2 separate regions of the Ovis aries genome follow, and region 1 is linked to region 2. A link is a contact called in public Hi-C data. All regions are on one chromosome and are shown on one strand. Each heading gives the region's core, a stretch centred on a gene start, on an enhancer-like site or on the middle of the called end of the contact. The rest is flanking DNA. Distances are from core to core; before and after follow the strand shown. Region 1 holds the start of CKM (creatine kinase, M-type). Region 2 holds the start of CLASRP (CLK4 associating serine/arginine rich protein).

Region 1 (5,942 bases), core at 1,501-4,000, 240 kb before region 2:
CCAACCATCTCATCCTCTACAGCCCCCTTCTCCTCCTACCCTCAGTCTTTCCCAGAAAGTGGAGAGGCCATTTAACCTCCACGCTAACCTCCTTCTAGCATGTCCAGTTTCCCGGAGGAAGCATAGTTCTGAGAGCAAGAGGTGTTCCTTCAGCCCTTGTAACAATTTTGTAAGCATTTGGTAGGAAAGCCGTTTATGCCTAAGCTGGCCGGAGGGGTTTCCTATTGATTGATAAGGCTATTTTTTACTTAGTCAACAAACACTCATTTCTCCTGCGAGCATTGGGGAGCCATGACAGGTTCGGAGCAGGAAAGGTCAGCAGGGAAGTCGGTGGAGGGGCCAAGACTGGGTCAGGAGACCAGCGAGGAGGCTAGGGCAGGAGGGAATGTGAAAGTCCTGAGGTATGGGGTGGGGGAGGGACAAGCCTTGGAGACTTGAGGGGCTCAAGGGGTGGGAGGAAGCTATACGATAAGGGTCACAGTGCTCCCCAAGGCCAACCCCAAGGCCAACTGTTTCTGCGGGACTCAAGATAAAGGAGGTAGGGCTAATGACAGCTAGGTCCTGCTGGAGGGTTTGATTGGCTCAGCTTAGGTCACATGACTGCAAGGTCCTGCTGGAGGGTTTGATTGGCTCAGAACACGTCACATGAGCGAACCATTGCGGCAAAGGATTCTGGGAAACTGAGTTTCTACTATTTGGGCTTCTCCAAAGGAGGTGGTCAAAGGGTGGAGAACTCCCTCAATATAGAAAGGACTTCGGCTGCTGTGTTACCAAGAGGAATGTCAGATGTGCACACAAGGGGTTATTAGGGGCCCCGGGGGCTGGGCTGTGTGTGACGTGGCTGGATCCTGTCTCTCCTTTGCTCATAACCCTCAGGGACTCCCATCGGAGCCCTAGGACCCTACAGGTCTGCTCCTGGTCCCCCTCCAACCTCACATTCTTCCTCCCATTCTCCCCTCCATCTGCTCCAGCCTCCTCCCCGTCTCTCTGACATGCCAAGCCACCCCCACCTCAGGGTCTTTGCACCTGCTGTCCCCCTTCCAGACACCCACATAGCTGGCTCCCTCTGGGCTCTGCCTGGATGTCACCTCCCCAGAGAGGCCTGACCTGATCTCCTCCACTGTGTCCCGTCACTTGCATTTTTACCCTCTGTCTCTTTCCTTCAAAGCCCCATTGTCCCCAACATTAAAATGTATAACAACTTGTTCACCCTCACTAAAATATTAACTCCATAAGGACAGGGGTTTGGGTTATCTTCTGCTGGGTCCCAGTAAGTGCTTAATAAATAATTGTTGACATGATACATGCCGTAACGACTCTAGACCAGTTCCTTTTCATTCTCTGGGCCTCAGTTTCTGTAACTATGAAGGAGTGCTTTGACACACTGACCTTGCTGGGACAGGACAGTGAGGGGAGCGATCACGGACTAGGCCCCAAGGAGAAAAGCTTTCTAAATAGCCCCCCTACCACCAGGAACATTGGGAGAGGCAGAAAGGGCCCCCCTTTCTCTAGATCAGTGCTCCCTGCCTAGGAAGAAGCGGGGGAGACCCAGGAGGAGGGAGGAACTCCAGAGGGAAAGGAACATTCTCTTCTTTGTTTCAATGCTGGGTGCTCCCTGGACTTGCCCGATCCTTGCATCCTGCAGTCTTGGTGCCTTCTAGGCCGAAGACGCCGTTCCCTCTGTGACATCCCATTTCTGCAGGATCTCCTCCTCAGCCCTTGCGGTCCCTGATCGAGCCTGGATCTGAGCGCGTCCCTGACCTGAGCTGCCACCCAGCCCCCTTCTGCCGTGGCTGGGGTTGGCCTCCCCGAGCTCTCGGCTGCCCTTGTAAGGAGGCGAGGCCAAGGGACACCCGAGACGCTGGGTTATAATTAACCCGGACACGTGGCGACCTCACCCCACCAACACCTGCCCCCATGCCCCCCCAGCCCCAGCACCTCGGGTCTCCCAGAGGAGATCGCGAGCAGTGAGCTCTAAAAATAAACTCCCTTCCTGGCAGGCTGTCCCTCTCTGTCCCCTCCACAGCAGAAATCTCCCTGGGTCACTGGGCTGGTCGATTGGAGTGGAAAGGGTGACCACCACCTTCAACCTGGCCTTGAGTAAGAACCGCCCTAGCTCGGCCCAGCCTCAGTTTCCCTCCCCTGCACTTCCGAGGAGGAAAGTGCATCCCAGCACAGGGTTCTGGGGTCAGGCCGTCCCCTGTTCCCACCTTGGCCTTGGTCACACACTGCCTGTAGCTGGGTGACAGCAGGCAAGTCACACAGCCTCTCTGGGCCCTTTCCTCTGCAGGAAAACCAAAGACCTGACCTCCAGGGGCCATTGCAAGGCTTCCCCAGGGACAGAGCTCAGGACCTGCTGTGTGCTGGGGTCAAGGCCACTGGGGGCTCAGGGGAGGCCAGTGGCCTAGCGGAGGGCCAGGGGAGGGTGACTTCTACGTGCCTGGGACATTTCCTGACACTATCCCGTGGCCCCGGCGGGGCTCCAGCTGTCCCCGCCAGCCCGACTCAGCACTTGGTCGGGGGACCAGCTTGGTTGCGGGGGGGATATGGGCCCAGACCCTGGCGCGGCCCATACAAGGCCATAGGGCTGGGCGCGAGGCATGCCTGGGTTCGGGGTGGGCACGATGCCTGGGCAGTGAGGTGAAGAGCTCAGCTGCCCTCCAGCCCGCTCCCAAGGGGCAGCCCCTCCCAGCCAATCACACAGCTCAGGCCCCCCCTATATAAGGCCAGGGCTGCAGGACCTTCCTCTGGGTCAGTGTCGCCTCCGGGATACAGACAGCCCCTTCCAGCACCGCCCAGCCAGGTACTGCCCGGGGTAGGGTCCAGAATGGGGTGTCTTCCATAGGAGCCAGAGGTCGAGCTGTCTCTGGAAGGGGACTTGCATGTTGCCCCCCACATGCCCCCGTGCACAGGCAGGTCAGTGTGTGGCAAGGTGGTCCTTATGTCCGAGGGTCCCCTCCACCTACAGCCCCTGACTCCCGGCCATGCCTGTGATGGCTGGGGCACGCATCCTGGGGGGAGACCCCAGGATGGAAAGGAGCCTTGACAGTGGCCAGCTGTCGCCCCCCTGCAAGGGGCTGCGGGCCAGGCCTTGTTCACGATGGTCTGTCGCCAGAACTGGGTGCCGTAAGCCGTGGGAGGTGTCTGTGTATCACCTGTCAGGGTCTTTGCCTTAGTGACCTTGTGGTCCCATTGCCTTCTGCACAGCGTGACCTTGTGTCTGTCTGGCTTTCTGTGGCTCCTGCATGAGTCCCTGTATGCCAGTGTCCCTGAGCTGGGAGGTGTGCACATGTGGGCCCATTTACCGTGCTACCTGGGGGTGCGTGCGGGTGTGTGCAGGAGGAGCTCTGGGTTACGTCTGTTGGTGTTTCTTGGGCTCCCCGACCTTGCTTCCCTGCCCTCTCCCGGCCTGCCCCCAGGAGGGATGGGGGTGGGGACATGCTCTGAAGGGGGCTTTCTGGGCTGAAAGCCCTTGAGCCCCAAAGCCTGAATGCATGTGCTCCCAGCCACCCTGGACCACCTGTCTCTGGCCTGCTGACGTGGTGCAAGCCGAGCCCCTGGAATGTGAGGGTGGGGTGGCAGCTGGGGGTGGGGGAGAGGAGTCTGCCAGATTCTAAAAATAAATCCCCACCCTGAACATCAACTCCAAAGGCTTTCGTGGGTTCCATCCCTCTTGGCCTGATGCCTCGGCTTTCAGCTCACCCTCGTGCCCATCTCCTTCCCACCGTCCTGCCCACTTCCCATTCCTGGAGCTGGGAATGAACATCTCATCCCTACCACCACCGCTAAAGGGTCCTCCCTCTTCCTGGGTCTTGTGAATAAAATAACAACAGTACAGCAACCACCCTTCTAGGTGTGTGCGTGCTAGTTGCTTCAGACTCTTTGTGGCGCTCTGGACTGTTAGCAGACCAGGCTCTTCTGTCCAAGGGATTCTCCAGGCAAGAGTACTGGAAGGGGTTGCCATTTCCTCCGCCAGGAGATCTTCCTGATCCAAGGACTGAACTCTCATCTCTTACACCTCCTGCATTGGCAGGCAGGTTCTTTACAAGGCCCCAGCTCCATGCCAGGGCCTGTGCTCAACTGGCTTTGTGCTGGATTCAAAGAATCCTCCTGGAAACCCCAGGGGAAAAGTTCAGTTCACAGAAGACAGAGGCTCAGAAAGACTGAGCAGTTGACCTAGGGTCACACAGCCCAGAGATGGCATGGGTGAGATTTGAACCCAGCTCTGTCGACCTCAGAGGCTGAGCTGTTACTAACTGTGCCCTGCAGGACAGTTGTCAGCACACAGAGGTGGGGGCAGGCACCCTGCCCCTCCTCCCTCGACTGAGCACCCAGGAATCTTCATAGAGAGAACGGCGCTTCTCTGCTCGCACACTCATTCCCAGCAACAGCCTCCACCCTCACCAGCTCCTTGTAATTCAAAACAACAATAATAACAATAGCTAGCAAAATAATTAGTGTGTGTCGGGCACTATTTTAAGTGCTTTACGTAATGAACTCATCACATCCTTCCAGCACCTCCATGAGACGAGTGCTATTCTACCCGCATTTTACAGGTGATTACTTTGAGGCACAGAGAGGTTAAGTAACTTGCCCAAGGTCACACAGCAGAGCTGGGATTCAAAGCCAGGCTGCCTGATTCTAGAACCTATACTCTTATCTATCAGTTATCATATCTTATCACAGGCTTGAGGGGTTCTCTCCTCCATTTTTCCAGCTGGAGAAAGTGAGGCTGTAGCAATGCTATTAGCCTAGGGTCACCAGCAGGATAAGGCAGAGCTAAGATCCCAACCCCAGACTGATGATACATCCTGTTGAGATGCAGGGGCTCAGAGAAGGGATCCCTCTGGGTCCAAGTCACACAGCCCAAGACTCAGGACTGGCTCTCAGGCCTGCCTGACCCAGAGCCTGGCTCTGCTCTCTTGCTGGTCTCCGTGGATGTGACCTAACTCCCCCCTCCACCCCTCCCCACTAGGCCCCCCACACCACCGCCACCATGCCGTTCGGTAACACCCACAACAAGCACAAGCTGAACTTCAAGGCTGAGGAGGAATACCCAGACCTCAGCAAGCACAACAACCACATGGCCAAGGCGCTGACCCTCGAGATTTACAAGAAGCTGCGGGACAAGGAGACGCCATCTGGCTTCACTCTGGATGATGTCATCCAGACAGGTGTGGACAACCCAGGTAAACCTCCTGGGGGAGCGTCCCAGGGACTGTGAGGCCGGTGTGTGTGTGGGTGGCCTGGAGGCTGCCTGCCAGGCCTCAGTCCCACCTCCCTGAGCCTCAGTTTTCCCATCTGTAAAGTGGGGACCATACTCATGGGGCTGCTGTGAGAAACAGATGAGTTGAATGTGTGAGGGCCTGGGACAGGGTCTGGCAGGTGGCAAACCACTTGCTAAATATGTGCAACTATCACGTGAGACTCCCCTGAGGGAAGCTCAGTTTCCTCAGGCCTCAGTTTCCTCACCTGAAAAATGGGCACCCAGGTTGGGAAAACATAGGCATGTGGAGTGGCTCCTGGCACCGAGTGGGCACTCTGACTCTGACAGGGGGTTCCTTCTCCAGGAACACCCCACCAGGGCGGGTGGAACTGGGCAGGAGACCAGCTTCTGGCCTCAGCCTCCAACTCATGACTGAGGGAAAAGGCCCTTTCTCTTCAAGCCTCTGTTTCCCTACTTGAGAAATGAGGTGTTTTGTTTTGTTTTGTTTTTTGGCCACAAGGCATGCAGGATCTTAGTTCTCCAACCAGGGATTGAACCCTGGCCCTCTGCATTGGGAGTGTTGAGTCTTAACCACTGGACCATCAGGGAAGCCCAAGAGTCTTTCAAGCCTCTTCTTATTGGTGGGGGTTAAGAGTATCTAAGGCTCTGAACTTTTTTAGGGGACGATCCCTTGATGTGGGGATTCACGCGTGGTAATATTTTTAGTAACTCGCCC
Region 2 (6,181 bases), core at 2,209-4,708:
CAACTGATATGAGCCCATTGGCCTCTTCTCCCTCCCTGCGGAATGGAATATAAAGACATGATGGCTAGAGCTTGAGCAGCCCTCTTAGACCTTAAGAAAACACTGGCAAGAGAAGCCACTCATGGCTGAATAACAGTTCCCTGAGCAGGACTGGCCACCTCTGGGCTTTTATGTAAAAAGGAAATAACATCTGTCTTCAGTGAAGATATGATGAAACAGAGACACTGTCAAGCGCTCAGTACAGTGCTTAACACACAAATGCTCAATAGCATTACTACTGTTATGAGCAAAGCTTTAACACAGGGGTCAACACCCATCTCCCAGGCCTGCTAAAAGGACCAGAAAAAACATACCGAAGTAGCAGGCACAGGGTCTGGCGCACCCCGAACCCTTAATGAGCAGCAGTTACTCAGCCCCGAGCGCTGACAACATTCCTGGCCCGCTATATATAACCAACTATAACCAACACAGACCCAGGCCCTGCCCTTGTGGTCATGTCATAGTTGTTCCAACACCATTGGAGACGGGCTCTCAGAGATTCCTCTCCTAGGATAACAGCAGCCTCTGTTTCATGGGTGATTGCGGGGACTCAAAGAAATCATACATCTGAAGTTCTCCTCACAGAGCCTGGAGCCTGAGAAAGATCAACTAAAATGGCAACTGCTATTATTGTTTTATTCATCTAGTCCAAATAAACCACGTTGGGCTCAAGCTTGGAAAGCAGTAGCATGACCTAAATAAACCTAGTCCCCAGTCTCACAGAGCTGAAAATGTGTGTTAAATTCCACAAAGGGGAAAAACAAGAAGCATGACAGCATTTATAGGGGACACTGATTGAGTATGAAGGATGAGGGAAGACTTCCCTGAGGACTGAGATCTGAGAGATGAGCAGGAGCTAACGTAATAGAGGAAAAACTCACGCAAAGCCCCTACGGCTAGAGAGAACTATACAATTTGGGGAGGTAAACTGGTAGCTCTTTACACAGCTTTTTTTGCTAGAAAAAGTAGCCCCAGATAGTAGGGAGGCCAGATGACACGAGCAAAGGAATAAGGCAGATAGCAGAGTAACATGAGTCTGGAGGAGGTGGTAAAAGCCAGGCCATGCATGGTCTTAAAGGCTGTCATGAGGAGCCTGGCACTAAAGAGTCACAGAGAAGTTCTGAGTAAGAGAGGGGCAGAGTCAGCTTTATGCTTTAGAAAGACCTCTCTGGGGACTTCCTTAGCGGTCCAGCAATTAAAACACACTCCCAATGCAGGGAGCCCAGGTTGGATCTCTGGTCAGAGAACTAGATCTCTGATGCCAACCCCCAGTGCACCCAAATAAATATTTTTTTAAAAAATAACAGCAATTCCATCCCTTATTAAAAAAAAAAAAAAAGACCTCTCTGGCCTCTGAGGAGGGTGGATTAGAGGCGGCAGGACTGGAAGCCAGAACACCAGGGAGGAGCCTGCGGCAGTGCTGCAGTAGTAAATGACACCGTCCACACAAATTCCATCTCACGGAAGACCAGAACCTAGTGTGCCAATGCCACTGGAGCTGCGGTCTCAAGAACAAGTAACAGGTAAAGAACTGAGAGGAGGCATTAAAGGCTCCATACCCAGTGGCGGCAGAGATGGAAAAAAAGGCCAATGGAGCTACCTCAGGCTGAAGCCCAGAGGCCAGACCACAAGGGCCTTTTAGGTCACAAGATGGAGTGTGCTCTTCTCTCCAAAAGCAACTGAAGCATCTAACAGGGGAGAAATGGTCAGAATTCACTCAGTGAATACTGACGGTACTCCTTCCGGGTGCCCAGTCAAACCTTAAGAAGGGCTGAGCTCCTCTGGGCTCTGTGAATGCAGGAATAATAAGCAAGACCGACAACATTCCGGAGGTGGCCAATCTTATGTCTGGAGTGCTACAAAGACTTCCCTCCTCCCTGCCAACACCAGTTCTGTACTCTGAGTCCACACCAGACACCACAGCACGTGATAAACAAGATACCTCAGTTCCCTGCCCGCGCCCCCAGTGATTATGCTCTGGAGGAGAGGATGGCAACCCACCCCAGTATTCTTCCCTGGAGAATCCCCATGGACAGAGGAGCCTGGTGAGCTACAGTCCACCAGGGTGGAAAAGAGTTGGATGGGACTGAGAGACTCAGCTCAGCACAGCACAGCACATGATTACACTCAAAAAATGGACATTCTCTTTGAGAAAACGGGTATCCCCTCTTAGCATATTTCCAAGCCTGGTGGTACCAGGATAACCAGGGCTCCGCCCTCTCACAGAGCTCCCAGCCCAGATTAAAGGTCACTTACGATCTTTTCATAGTACTCCCTGCGCCGCTCTGCCCTCTTTTTGTAGTCGACCATCATGCCTCGAAGTTTCCGCTCATGTTTTCGAGCCTCGTGCCACATTGTGGTGAGGCCAAGGCTGGGGCCTCAACCTGAGGGATTAGGGAAGGGGTGTCAGATGGAGTTTAAAAAAAAAAAATAAGGGCAGAATCACCGTTACCTAACAAGTTGATGGAGTTAATCCTGAACATCAGCTTCAGGGAGGGTAAGTGAGGCTGCAGAGCTGTGCAGCAGGATACACTCGGGTGGATCCCGGGCAAGTCTGATCCAGTACCCTGGGCATTCTGACTCCCCCACCCCCACTCCCGTTGACTCTGGAGTGAACAGCCCAGCGAAAGTGGTACCCTGTGTTGAAGGAGCAGGAATCAAGGGTGAAAGGTTCAAGGATGGAAGGAGTGAGTGTTTGAAGTAAGGTCTGGAGGAAGAACATGAGCAGCTGGGGTTGGGAGCTCAAGGGAGAGGAAGGGTTGAAACGGCGCCCACCAGGTGGGTGGGGGGAGGGTCTGGGTACCAGAGGTCTGGGGATGAAGGCAGGTGGACGAAGAAACTTTTTATGGGAAAGGGTAGTGGTGTGGAGGTCGGGGTCGAGGGCAGGTGAAGGGCGTGGATGGTGGTGGATGTCCTCCAGACACTTGCGGGAGGAGGGCGCAGGAGGAAAAGAACGGAGCGCTGCCGAGCTCTAAAGCAGGAATCTAAATTGGGGGCGGGGGGAGGGTACAGAGGCTGAGGGAGGCGGAGCGAGCTGACAGGAGCGGGTGGGCTGCGTTTAGGGGCAAGCCTGGAGGATCGGGCTCGAGCACCCGGTCTGGGCCTGAGGGATCCGGTTAAGTTTTTCTGACAAGGGGGCGGGACCTGTGGCAAGCTGCAGGGTCCGACGCGGCGAGCTCTGGCCGACGGCGGAGGCAGGGCGCGGCCTGAGGCACGGCAGGCCGAAGGGGTGCGGGGCGGGCGGCCCTCGGGGCCCGGGTCGAGCAGAGTCTCACAGTAGATCGCGGAGAAGCCGAGGCAAGGGCGAAGCTGGGCTGACGTCCGCCCGAGGCCAGCAGGTCACCCGCTGCCTGCACTCACCGGCTCGTCGCCGCCTCCCACCGCTGCGCTCGCGCGCGCCCCGCACCGGAAGCGGAAGTGGGAGGCTGAGGGACGGGGCGGGGAGCGGCAGAGGCACTTCCGCCGACTCGAGGGGCGGGAACTAGGTTGGACTAGAGAGTGAGCGGAAGGGCGGGGCTTGAGGAAATCAGAGGGGCGTAGGCGGAGCCTGGAGACCTCAGACCTAAGTGTGGGGGTTGTTTCTCTAGCGAAGAGACGAGACCCCCAGGGATCAAAAGCTCATGTTTATTAGGAAGACTCTGAACAAACTACCTACCCCGCCCCACCTTCAAGCCTGGGGAAGGAGGATGGGGGATCTGCACCCTCCTCCCATATATACACAACAGAATCCCCCTGGAGAAGGTGCCCCTGCTTGTGGGGGCTGAGACAGCAGCTTTAACAAGCTAGAGCTTGAGAGCCAAGCCCCCTTTCCTCTCCAGACTCAGTTTTCTCATTTGTAAATGAGCTCAGGAGAAACCGGTGTTACGGAGTTTCTCCCCAGCGCTGAAGATGTCCGATTCAGAAGGACGAGGACGTCGGAAGACTGACCAAGGGCCGCCCCAGGGGATGGGGGTGCTGGGTATCCTGATTGGAAGGCCACCTCCCTCCCGACCCAGCGCCTCTCCTCCAGCGCCGCGGGGCTACGTGGCCTCAGGGCCCGGGGACAGGAGGCCACCCCCAAAGCCGGCCTCACGGTACTGGTTGGGGAACATGTTGCTGCCCACGAGGCTGGCAGTGCCTCCGTCCCCGGGGCCCGGGGCCTGATAAGAGTCCAGCGTCAGCGGCTCGGGGCCGGGGGGCTCCCCGACCGCAGCCCCTGCACCGCCGTTGCCCGCGACAGCGCTGGTGAGTGGTGGCGCTGGGGGCAACATGTCCAGCATGGTCAAGAGCGTGGGGGCAGCGGGGTCGTAGGGAAAGCTGTCGTCCAGGAGGTCTGGCCCGCCGGGGGGTTCCAGGCTGGGGAGGGATACGGTGCCCGGGAAGAAGTCTGTGTCGGGTAGCAGCACTGACGGCGGGAGGTACGGTCCTGCAGGGATGAGAAGAAAGAAGGAAGCATGGTGGGCTTTTAGGGTCGACCTTCCGCCAGCTCAAATGCCGGGTCTGTGGCTAAATACTTTATCATGTGGCCTCCTATAACGCCAGGGAGAACTCTGAGTAGGGACTATCACCATTATCTCCTTTTTTTAATTTACGATAATTTTCTTTGAGGTATAGTTGATGAACAGTATTATACGTTTCAGGTGTACAAACAACGTAGTGACTCACAATTTTTCAGGTTATACTCCACTTATGTGTGTGTGCTTAATCGTTCAGTTGTGTCTGACTCTTGGCGACCCCATGGACTGTAGCCTACCACGCTTCTCCGTCCATGGGATTCTCCAGGCAAGAATACTACAGTGAGTTGCCATTCCCTTCTCCAGGGGATCTTCCCAACCCAGGAACTGAACCCAGGTCTCTTGCATTGCAGGTAGATTCTTTACCATCCAGGCCACCAGGGAAGCCCATACTCTGCTTATAGTTGTTATAAAATATTAGCTATATTCCCTGTGCTGTATTCCCTGTCCTTGTTGCTAATTTATTTATCCGTCGTAATTTGTACCTTTTAATCCCCATCCCTATATTTCCCCTCCCCCTCCCCTCTTCCCACTGATAACTGCTAGGTTGCTCTCTATATCTGTCAGTATTTCTTTTTTGTTTTATTCACTTTTTTTTATGACTCCACATATAAGTTATATCATACAGTATTTGTCTTTCTCTGTCACTAAGCATACTCTCCAAGTCCATCCATGTTGTTGCAAATTACAGGGTTTTTTTATGATTGAGTAGTAATATATTGTGAGGAGGGCATGGCAACCTACTCCAGTAATCTTGCCTAGAGAATCCCATGGACAGAGGAGCCTGGCAGGCCGCAGTCCACAGGGTCGTATACAGACAGACAAGACTGAAGCGACTAAGCAGCAACAGTAATCCACTGTATATATATACACCACATCTTCTTTATCCATTCATTTATTGAAGGACACTTAGGTTACTTCCATTTCTTGGCTATTGTAAACAATGGTGCTATGAACACTGGGGTACATGTCTCTTTTCAAATTAGTGTTTTCGTTTTATTTGTTTTGGATATACACTCAGGAATGGAATTGCTGGGTCATATGGTATTTGCAAATGATATGACCGGTACAGGGTTAATGTCCAAAATAAAAACAGCTCAAAGTGAAGTCGCTCAGTTGTGTCCGACTCTTTGCGACCCCATGGACTGTAGCCTACCACGCTTCTCCGTCCATGGGATTTTCCAGGCAAGAGTACTGGAGTGGGGTGCCATTTCCTTCTCCAGAGGATCTTCCCCACCCAGGGATCTTATAGATAAGGGCAGTCCTTATCCTAAACCCCACTGCATTTGTGCATAACAGGAGAGTTAGCCTATCCTTTCCTGAATTAAAACTAGAAAAACAGCTCATACGATATTAAATAAACAATACCCCAACTAAAAAAATGAGCAGAACTGAATAGACATTTTTCTAAGGAAGACATGCAGTTGGCCAACAGTCACATGAAAAGATGCTCAACATGGTTAATCATCAGAGAAATGCAAATAAAAACCACAATGAAGTATCACCTCACACCTGTCAGAATGGCTGTCATCAAAAAGACATAAATAACAAATGCTGGTGAGGATGCAGAGAAAAGAGAACCCTCATACATTGTTGGTGGGAGGGTAAATTGGTGTGGAAAACAGTTTGGAAGTTCCTCAGAAAACTAA

Evidence for each region. Hi-C and Micro-C count contacts between places; a contact is called where the count stands out from the background.
Region 1: a Hi-C map of tail adipose tissue shows a contact between it and region 2, with 4 times the contacts expected there. The contact joins the promoter of CKM here to the promoter of CLASRP in region 2. A contact is called at or near these places in 2 of 16 Hi-C or Micro-C datasets (liver and tail adipose tissue).

The regions. Positions count from the first base shown.
Region 1 is chr14:52,748,109-52,754,050 of ARS-UI_Ramb_v3.0, reverse strand. It overlaps CKM (creatine kinase, M-type), which reads left to right and starts at 2,750. Exons shown (of 8, transcript XM_042232173.1): 1 at 2,750-2,803; 2 at 4,976-5,189. The coding sequence starts at 4,997.
Region 2 is chr14:52,510,718-52,516,898 of ARS-UI_Ramb_v3.0, reverse strand. CLASRP (CLK4 associating serine/arginine rich protein) reads right to left here and starts at 3,458. Exons shown (of 21, transcript XM_042232163.1): 1 at 3,400-3,458; 2 at 2,296-2,423. The coding sequence starts at 2,394. RELB (RELB proto-oncogene, NF-kB subunit) reads right to left here. Exons shown (of 11, transcript XM_060398119.1): 11 at 3,650-4,444. The coding sequence ends at 4,059.